Regions from separate parts of the Mus musculus genome. Here region 1 is linked to region 2. A link is a contact called in public HiCAR-type data. All regions are on one chromosome and are shown on one strand. The core of a region is the stretch at or near the end of the contact, and the rest is flanking DNA. Distances in the headings are between cores, read along the strand shown. Region 1 overlaps Ralgps1 (Ral GEF with PH domain and SH3 binding motif 1). Region 2 overlaps Ralgps1 (Ral GEF with PH domain and SH3 binding motif 1).

The links. HiCAR-type assays count read pairs that join an accessible place to other places.
Region 1: a contact with region 2 is called in a HiCAR-type map of astrocytes, with 3 times the contacts expected there. The contact joins two enhancer-like sites. A contact is called at or near these places in 4 of 484 Hi-C or Micro-C datasets (CD8 T cells, bone marrow-derived macrophages, cerebral cortex and 1 more), 5 of 115 datasets of contacts at active chromatin or transcription factors (the HPC-7 cell line, astrocytes, embryonic stem cells and 1 more) and 1 of 9 other capture datasets (embryonic stem cells).

The regions. Positions count from the first base shown.
Region 1 is chr2:33,314,562-33,318,514 of GRCm38.p6, forward strand. The region is part of intron 4 of Ralgps1 (Ral GEF with PH domain and SH3 binding motif 1); the gene reads right to left. Among named protein-coding and RNA genes, the nearest start is that of Ralgps1, 55 kb to the right of the region's middle. Within about 2 kb of position 2,195, at least 163 of the 459 cell types and tissues checked have an H3K27ac peak or open chromatin away from gene starts, as enhancers often do. A contact at or near this core is called in astrocytes, embryonic fibroblasts and heart atrium, where this site is marked.
Region 2 is chr2:33,184,010-33,187,944 of GRCm38.p6, forward strand. All of the region lies in intron 8 of Ralgps1 (Ral GEF with PH domain and SH3 binding motif 1), which reads right to left. Gm13528 (a long non-coding RNA gene) reads left to right here. Exons shown (of 3, transcript XR_866131.3): 3 at 1-1,001. Among named protein-coding and RNA genes, the nearest start is that of Gm13528, 11 kb to the left of the region's middle. Within about 2 kb of position 1,447, at least 40 of the 459 cell types and tissues checked have an H3K27ac peak or open chromatin away from gene starts, as enhancers often do. A contact at or near this core is called in astrocytes, embryonic fibroblasts and heart atrium, where this site is marked.

The DNA of each region.
Region 1 (3,953 bases), core at 945-3,444, 130 kb after region 2:
TTCTATTCTTGTCTGTTGTGGATAGCCCAGGGGCCAATCATATTTGATGTTAATTCCGTTCTCCTGTGAGTGGTTGTGAACAAGGAATGAGTCAGCACTCAGGTGATTTCCTATAAACCTGCTGCCCACCTTAATTTGTAATATAAAGGAGAGCTGAAGATTGGGCAGATAAAGGGGAGGTGGAGCAGAAGGTGGGAAAGAGAAGAAGAAGAAAATGGAAGAGGGAGAGGATGCAGAGGAGGAGGAAGAAAAGCGGAGCAGAAGCACACGACCTGGAGAAACCGAAAGTTCTAAGGGGTCTCATAAGCTGTGGAAGATGGTAGTGTAGTGGTAGATCTGCCCAATCTAGGCACACAGCATGTATTCATATTAACTGTGTTGTGTTTTCATTGCCGGGGCATATTTGGGAGGAGATTTACTGCAGCACTTGTCTCCTCTCTCAGATGAAGAAATGAGTTGTAGGTCCTCTGCCTACACAATCACCTGTACCCATACTATGAGACACAGTCCACCACCTCTCCTCTCCTGATCTCTCTCTCTCTCTCTCTCTCTCTCTCTCTCTCTGGGGGGAGAGGGTGAGGGGGAACATGGACCACAGCATACTCATGAAGATCACAGAGGACAGCTCTGTGGAGTTGGAGTCTTCATCCACCTTTATGTGTTCTGGGACTCAAACTCGGGTCACCGGGCTCCTGGCACAGCAAAAGCCTTTACTCTCTGAGCCACCTTGAAGGCCCCTCCCAGCTATTTTACAGATAAGGAAAGGAAGACAGCAAGAGGAAAAGGCACTGGCCTTAGTTAGGCCTCCCAGCTAGAGAACAGCAGAGCCAGATTCCTCACAGATCTCACCAGCAGGGCTTGCCACTCCCTCCCCCATTACCCTGCCTGAGATCAAGCTGTTGCTCCTAAAGCCAGAGCCCAGACAGCCTGTGGGTGAAAACAGCTGCTCTGTGAGGCTCTGTTCTGTGTTGTGAGCAAGGCCTCTGTTTAGTGTCAGGTTATTAATTCACTTAAAAGGAAATTTGGTTTCTCACCAGTACTCATGTCATATCCATGCTCAAGAAAAGAGAAAAAATGAGTCTCAAAGTTCCAAAGTGCATTAATTCTGATGTGCTGCTGGCCAGGTCTACAGCCAGACCTGACTCCTGTGTCCACCATGCCTCAGCTGAAGAGGACCCTTTTCTACTGTGTTTTCAGTGTGACAAGAGTCACTAGACAGGAAAAAAACTAGAGACCAAAGAACAAATGACAGCTGTAAATGAAGAGCAGCAGCAGCAGAGGGAGGCCTTCAGCGCTTGCTGGCATCCACTCTGATGAGCCCTGTGCTAGGAGCCCCCCTCTTCTCACTGGATGACAAGTGCATGGTGCTGATACCTCATTCTTTAGTTTGAACAGAGGGAAGCAGCACTGCACAGACAGCAGGTAGGAAGGGACTCATCACAACAGTCTCCCCCTAAATACAGTCAGCAAACAACACTGGGCACCGCAGTAGGTCCCAGGAGATGGGGGAAGAGTCCTGCGGTTATAATCTAGGAAGGAGGCTTTAACCAGCAGACTAGTCAAATGACTACTAGAGGCAAAGGTGTCTACAGGAGTGGGTTAAAGGAAGTCACAGAACCCTGAAGCTCTAGCTGCACAACTGCACCCCATCTTCTGAGGCATCTGGACACTCCAGGTGGAGGGGGCAGCCTGCAGGAAGTAAAATGGGAGGGGACATGAAGGAGAACTAGCAAGGTAGGCTAGCTATTACAGACCCCATGGGATGCTGAAGGAGTATGGACTGCCTCCTGAGTAGAAAAGAGGAGGGAAGGCTCTAGGCAAGTCAGGAAGATGGTCAGAGAAACAGGTCTCTGGCTCCAAAGGAAAAATAGGAGCCAGGGCTGCCGAGGGCTTTGCCATCCATGAAAGAAGTGACCGCGGCTTTGCTTTTTTCTGTGCACACTGCCCAGAACTTGACCCAAGAGAGGGCTTTCAATGATGTCAGTGAAACCTCGCTCCTCACCACAGGCGACTGCCTGCTGGCAGCTCTCCCCCCTCTCCCAGAGCCAAAGGGAATCGAGGACACGCAGGGTTTGTCCCCCATCCAACATTGATCTCGGCTCTCTGGAATGTCCATGTCTTCAGAGGAGGCAGCACAGCCAGACAATAGGCCAGAGGGTCAGCTCCCGACCCATACAGCAGTGTCTCCCCGAGCCCCAGTGCACCCCTGCTGGGGAACTGTGGGCCTGCACTGAGCCCTGGGCTCCTGCAGTCCAGCCTATGTACATAGCAGCAAGTGTCCCACAGATGGCAGTCAAGTCTCCAGCTCCACATGAAGGGAGGCTGAAATAATTCCTTACACAATGGCCCTCTGCCTCAAACATTTGTTCTCAATGCCCCACCTCTTCCCTGTCCAGAGGCAGTCCTCTCTAAGGCTGCAGACAGTGAGGCAGGAAGATGCTGAGCATCTCTTCAGACCTAATGCCTGGCACCCAGGGAAGGTGGCTGTCCACTCTGGGTCTCACCTTCCTAGGTTACAGGCCAAACTCACTTTTTTCCCCTGGTTGTGGGTTCGTCCACAGTGCTGCCTGCTCTCTTGCCTTTTGGTACAACTTCACTTTCCCCTTCTTGCCCTCAGACCCTCATCTAAGGGCCTTTGTCTTCAACCCCACCTCAGCCCCTGCCCCACAGCACAGCCATCACCCACACGCAGTGCTCCTCCATCCCCACGTCTACCTTCTCAGTCTCCATGCTGCCTGGACCTCTGATCCTTTTAACCTCACCCCCCCACAGGCAAAGTCCCGAGCTGTGCTAGGATCATCCTACTCTAGGATCCGTTCCACTACCTCAGGCCCTGGTCCTCTTCTCTGCTTGCCCTGCACTCACAGCAGCTGGAAGCAGCCCTCACCAGACTTGCCATTCTCACCACCACTCTCCAGATCTATAGTCCTGCAGAATCCTCTGACCACCCTCACCACTCCAGAGAGGTCTACCTCGGAGTAGACAGCTAAAAGGGGCAGGGTGGGGGAAGCTTTCTCCTTTTAAAAATCCTTATCGGGCGTGGTGGCGCACACCTTTAATCCCAGCACAAGGGAGGCAGAGGCAGGCGGATTTCTGAGTTCGAGGCCAGCCTGGTCTACAGAGTGAGTTTCAGGACAGCCAGGGCTATACAGAGAAACCCTGCCTCAAAAATAAATAAATAAATAAATAAATAAATAAATAAATATCCTTCAGCGCTAAGCTCAAACTCTGGAGCTGAGTCCACCTAAGGCTCCCTGCCCTAACATGCCTAACAATGCCCAACTCAGAGCCAGAGAATCTACCTGCCCAGTCCAGCCCCTTTCATAGGCTCTTGCTCCCTGAAGATACCCAGAGGCCCTGTGTTTGGCTCTGTGTGTGCTACTGAGTCTCTAGACCTAGGCTTCGAGGCTCTTTTCTTGCCATTCCTTTACTGTGGTCCTCACTATCAGTCCTTGTCCCTGAAGCTGTAGCCCTGATCTTGTAGAGCCTGAACACACTTTCTGTGATAACCAACTTGTGCAGCTAGCGCTCAGACACATGGGAGCTGTGACATTCTGCTTCTGCAGTGGTCTGGGCTGCTGGCCTTCTTGGCTCTCTCATTCACCCACCCATACCATGCTCACTGCATGTTTTCCCCAACCCTCCGGTGCCCTGTGACCTTGTACTTCTTGTCCGCTTTTATTTGCATGTCTGTCTCATGCTGGAGTTCCTGCCATCCTTGTCTCTCAAGTGGTGGTGTCTTGGCACAGTGGACTGATGTATGACTGAGTAAAGGTGGGTCTAACTACTGGGAGATCTGACTGTGGGGAAGGGGCACCATGGGGAGAGGTGGCCAGAAACTGTGAAGACCAAGGGCACCCGGAGAAGCTTTGCATCTTGCTGAATTTGCTGGACACTCAGCCACTTGGGTCTGTCCCAACTTCAGCTGGTGACAGAACAACAGACTTCTGGGA
Region 2 (3,935 bases), core at 197-2,696:
CCATACCGAGCCATCTTACCGCCCGTCCCTTACCTTTATTTCAATAAGGTGGATTACTCAAATGAGGAGCAATAAGCCTGGGCATTTTTCCATCTAATTTTAATAATGTAGTATAAATTTTTTCTATTATACCTCAGTTGGTTATCCTAAATTGTCTCACTGCATAATTCTTATAGTGGCTAATGGTGTTATCTGTAAACAGTGGCTGTGCCATGTGCGCCTTCATTACTTCACATGCGCTTTCTTTGTCTCATCCCATTGACTTGTGCATCAGCCATGAGAAGACACACTTCAACATCAGCAAGACTGTTTAGTTTTCTCTCTCCCTCCCTCCCTCCCTCCCTTTCTCCCCCCCTCCTTCCTTTCTTTCCTGCCCCTTCTTTTGTTACAGCATGGATACCATGCTCACAGGTCAAGGCTAGGTGCAGCCTGGTTCTAGAGTCTTCAGATCCACCACTGAGGTGCACAAAACAGGGCTCAGAGAATTGGAGCCAAAGCTGAGGGTGTATTTGCATGCATGGCTCTTCTTCTGACCCTTAACTTCTGCTGCGGGGTGGAAGAGACTAGTTCCCCCGGCTGGCACCACCCCACTCCACAGCCACCCTGTGGGGGCAGCACTGGCCTGTCATCTCTAAGCTAACCACCCTGCTTTCTCTGAGTGCTATAAAGAGTATCCAGAGGTGCAAACGTCATCAAAGGAAATGGAAGATGACTCCCAAAGTGAAAGACTCGGAAACCTGCGCCTACATTTGGTAGAACGGTGGCTGCCACGTGCCAAGCAAAACACTCGCAAGCTTGTCTTTCCAGAGCTGGCTCTGAAATCTGCTACTGTGCACAAAAAGGCTCCCCGAACGTCCCAGGCCATCAGGATCCCAGCCAGAGAGTGAGCTCAGAGACGGCTGCTTTAGTTGCCAAAGTATTTTCCATTTCCCCTAATACACTCAGATCTGTGGCCACTTGGTGCTTAGTCTTTAAGTACACCAAAAAAAAAAAAAAAAAAACCAAAGCTGTCGGCTTTATTCATGACTCAATGGAGAGTTCTGGGCCTCCGTCATCAATTTCCCTGCATTCTCTGGGAAATGAGCTGCAGATATTTGGAGGTCTAGGTAGATCAGCACTGATCTCTACTTTCTCAAAGCAGATCTTCTTCTGTTCTCTCAGCAGTGAAGTCCCGAAGGTCTCTTCTACCTGCACTCGTTTATTTTTGGTTGTCAGGCTTAGATGGTTGGAGTCCCCCATTTTTCTTTACAGTGAACGGACGGATACACGCAAATCCCCTCCAGGAAGTATTAGGAAAGCCATTTTGCCAGTACAGTGGGGCCATCTCCTTGAGTCCCACCCTTCTTCCACTATGGTCGGAGCCTGCTGCTCAGCCAGATCTGGACAGCCCAGGCCTGGCCTTGCTTCCCAGCACATTCCTATGGGCAGGGGCTGCAACCCAACCAGCAGGGGGAGCCGGAAGAAACTAGTGTTGTGGCTGTTCTGCCATTGGGCCAGCAGCACCGGCTAGGTCAGGCTGCACAGTGGAAGGCCTAACTAACCACATCTGTCCCCTATGTGTACCAGAACTCAATTTTCTTGGACAGTGACTCAGGACACTTGAACCCTGGGCTCTGGCCTCGTAGGCACCTCTTTGAAATCCATGCAATTTCTTTGTCCATTTATCCAGCACCAGTTTTACCCCATTCTACCTCCCTTCCTAGCAGCACACTGCTGCTGTCCCAGTAGGATTTGCTGTCCACACTGGGCATCAGGATACCCTTGCTACACGATCAGAGGATGCTGTGGGGTGAGGGGAGCATGGCTGCTGACCACCTGGAAAGCTGCAAGGACACAGCTCAGTTAGTGATGCCACTGTCATTGGCAAGGGTACTGATAATACAGATATTCAGAATGCCTCCCATATCTATCCTAGGCATAGGGGTAGAGCACCAGCCAGGGCATAGGCCCTGATCCTAGTAGCCTGATGAAGAAAGGCATTTGAAAGAGGCACAAATCGATGAAACATTAATATTCTTAGATGAGACAGAAAATGGCTTAGTTGTGTCCTTGACATCTGTGGTGTTTACTACGGTGCCCTTCTTTGCCTTCACCTTGCTTTAACTCCAGAGGGTGGCCTACTTCAAGTCACTGGCCACACAGGATTCCAATGAAGGAACCTAGTGGCTGCAGTTATTTCTGATGCTCAAAATTCCACATGCACACTGGAGGGAAGCTGTGGGGGTGCCAGACATCTGTGTTCAAGATCCAGCATCCTAATTTATGACTGATTTGGTTGCTGCCTATAGCTTCACAGGCCTTTGTGGAGACCAAGGGGCTGCAGAGTATCTGAACAGAGGGGACAGTCAGTAAAGCTACTTGAAAAACAACAGCAACAAGAGCGTGAGGAGGGGATGGGGATGTGTAATTAACCCTCACAGATCCTCCCTCAGTTTAGTGGTCACTAAAATTCCTGTAGATAAGAGAGAGCAGGGTGAGGTGGGGGTATTATGGCTAGAATCTATAAATAAGCTCAACACACTTTAAGATAGATGTGCAGGGCCGAGACTGAGTAACTCTGGGCCTTGTCTCTCTAAAGGGAGATCATCAGGGCTTGCCCTTTACTCTCAGAAGTTCAAGACTGGAAGAAGGAGCTGGCCTGGGCCCTGGCGTTCCCTGTGCTCCTCTGCTCACGTGCACTTGCGGCTGCTACTGGCAGGAGAGGCTGGGAGTGTGCCCAGAAAGAGACCCAAATGCCTGCATGCTGATAAACCTCAAAGCCCCATAGATTTCACCACATCCACGGATACAGTCCACGGAAAGACAACCCAGCAATGGGACATGGAAAATCACCTAAGTCCCGGGCTACAGAGCAAGGCCACAGAAAGAGAGGGCTCTGTCCCCTCAACAGCTTGGTCCAAGCTTTGGGACAGAGCACAGAGCACTAGAAATACAGCTCAAGAAGACAGGCTTCTGGATAGGAGAGTGGCTGAGAGGAAATGGGGGCAGAGGGCTAACTAAGTTAAAGCACACTTCAGAGTTAAGGCAGGGCACAGCTCAGAGCTTGCCTAACATACACGAGGCTTGGGCTTAGGTCCCTAGCATTGCAAAGACAAACAAACAAACACAGACCCTCAAAAACCAAAACAACCTTGGAGCCAAAACAACATCAGAGGCAACAAGGGGACAAGTGGGCGCCATGGGACACAGGGTGGTCAGTGTAGAAGGCCAGCCTGGCAAGTCCCACCACTGCCATGGGAAGGGGCAAGGGAAGAAACCTGTCTGAGGAAATGGGGGGGGGGGCTGGGAACAGCTAACCAGGGCACAGCCTGTCCCTCAGAAGAACTCAGCCTGTTCCAGGAAAGAGCCTTGTCCCTAGATACATCCTGCCTAAGCATCTAAACTAAACTAAAATCAGAAGTGAACAAGTCCAGAGAAAGGGCGAACCCCAAACCTATGGAGGTGACCCCTGGCCCTCCAAGCAAGATTTGGGCTCTCTTTGGTCTGCTTCCCCTGAACCTCATATTTCACCAGACTGGCTGGGAAATGAAATAGCCCATACTGGTCCTTCCAGCTGCTTCCTGTGTGAGGAAAATTCAGGAAGAAAATTTTATCTACAAAATGTTAGTACGTGTTGGGTGATTTGCCAATTGCTTTAATTCTTTGGTTTATTTGTATGTTTGTCTGTCTGTCTGTTTGTTTGTTTTGAGATAGGGTCTCATCTAACCCAGGACATGTTACACACAGTGACCTTGAATTACTGACATTCCTGATTCCACATCCCACGTCCTGGGATTATAAGCCTATGCTACCATTCCTGGCTTGTTTTTTTTTTTTTTTTAAAGAAGAAAAATATTTTCCCTTACTAATTATGGTACTTAGGTATAAAGACCCAAAAAAAGTACTGTACAATTTCCGATAGCATAAAATGTGGTCAATGCTCATTCTTTCCATAT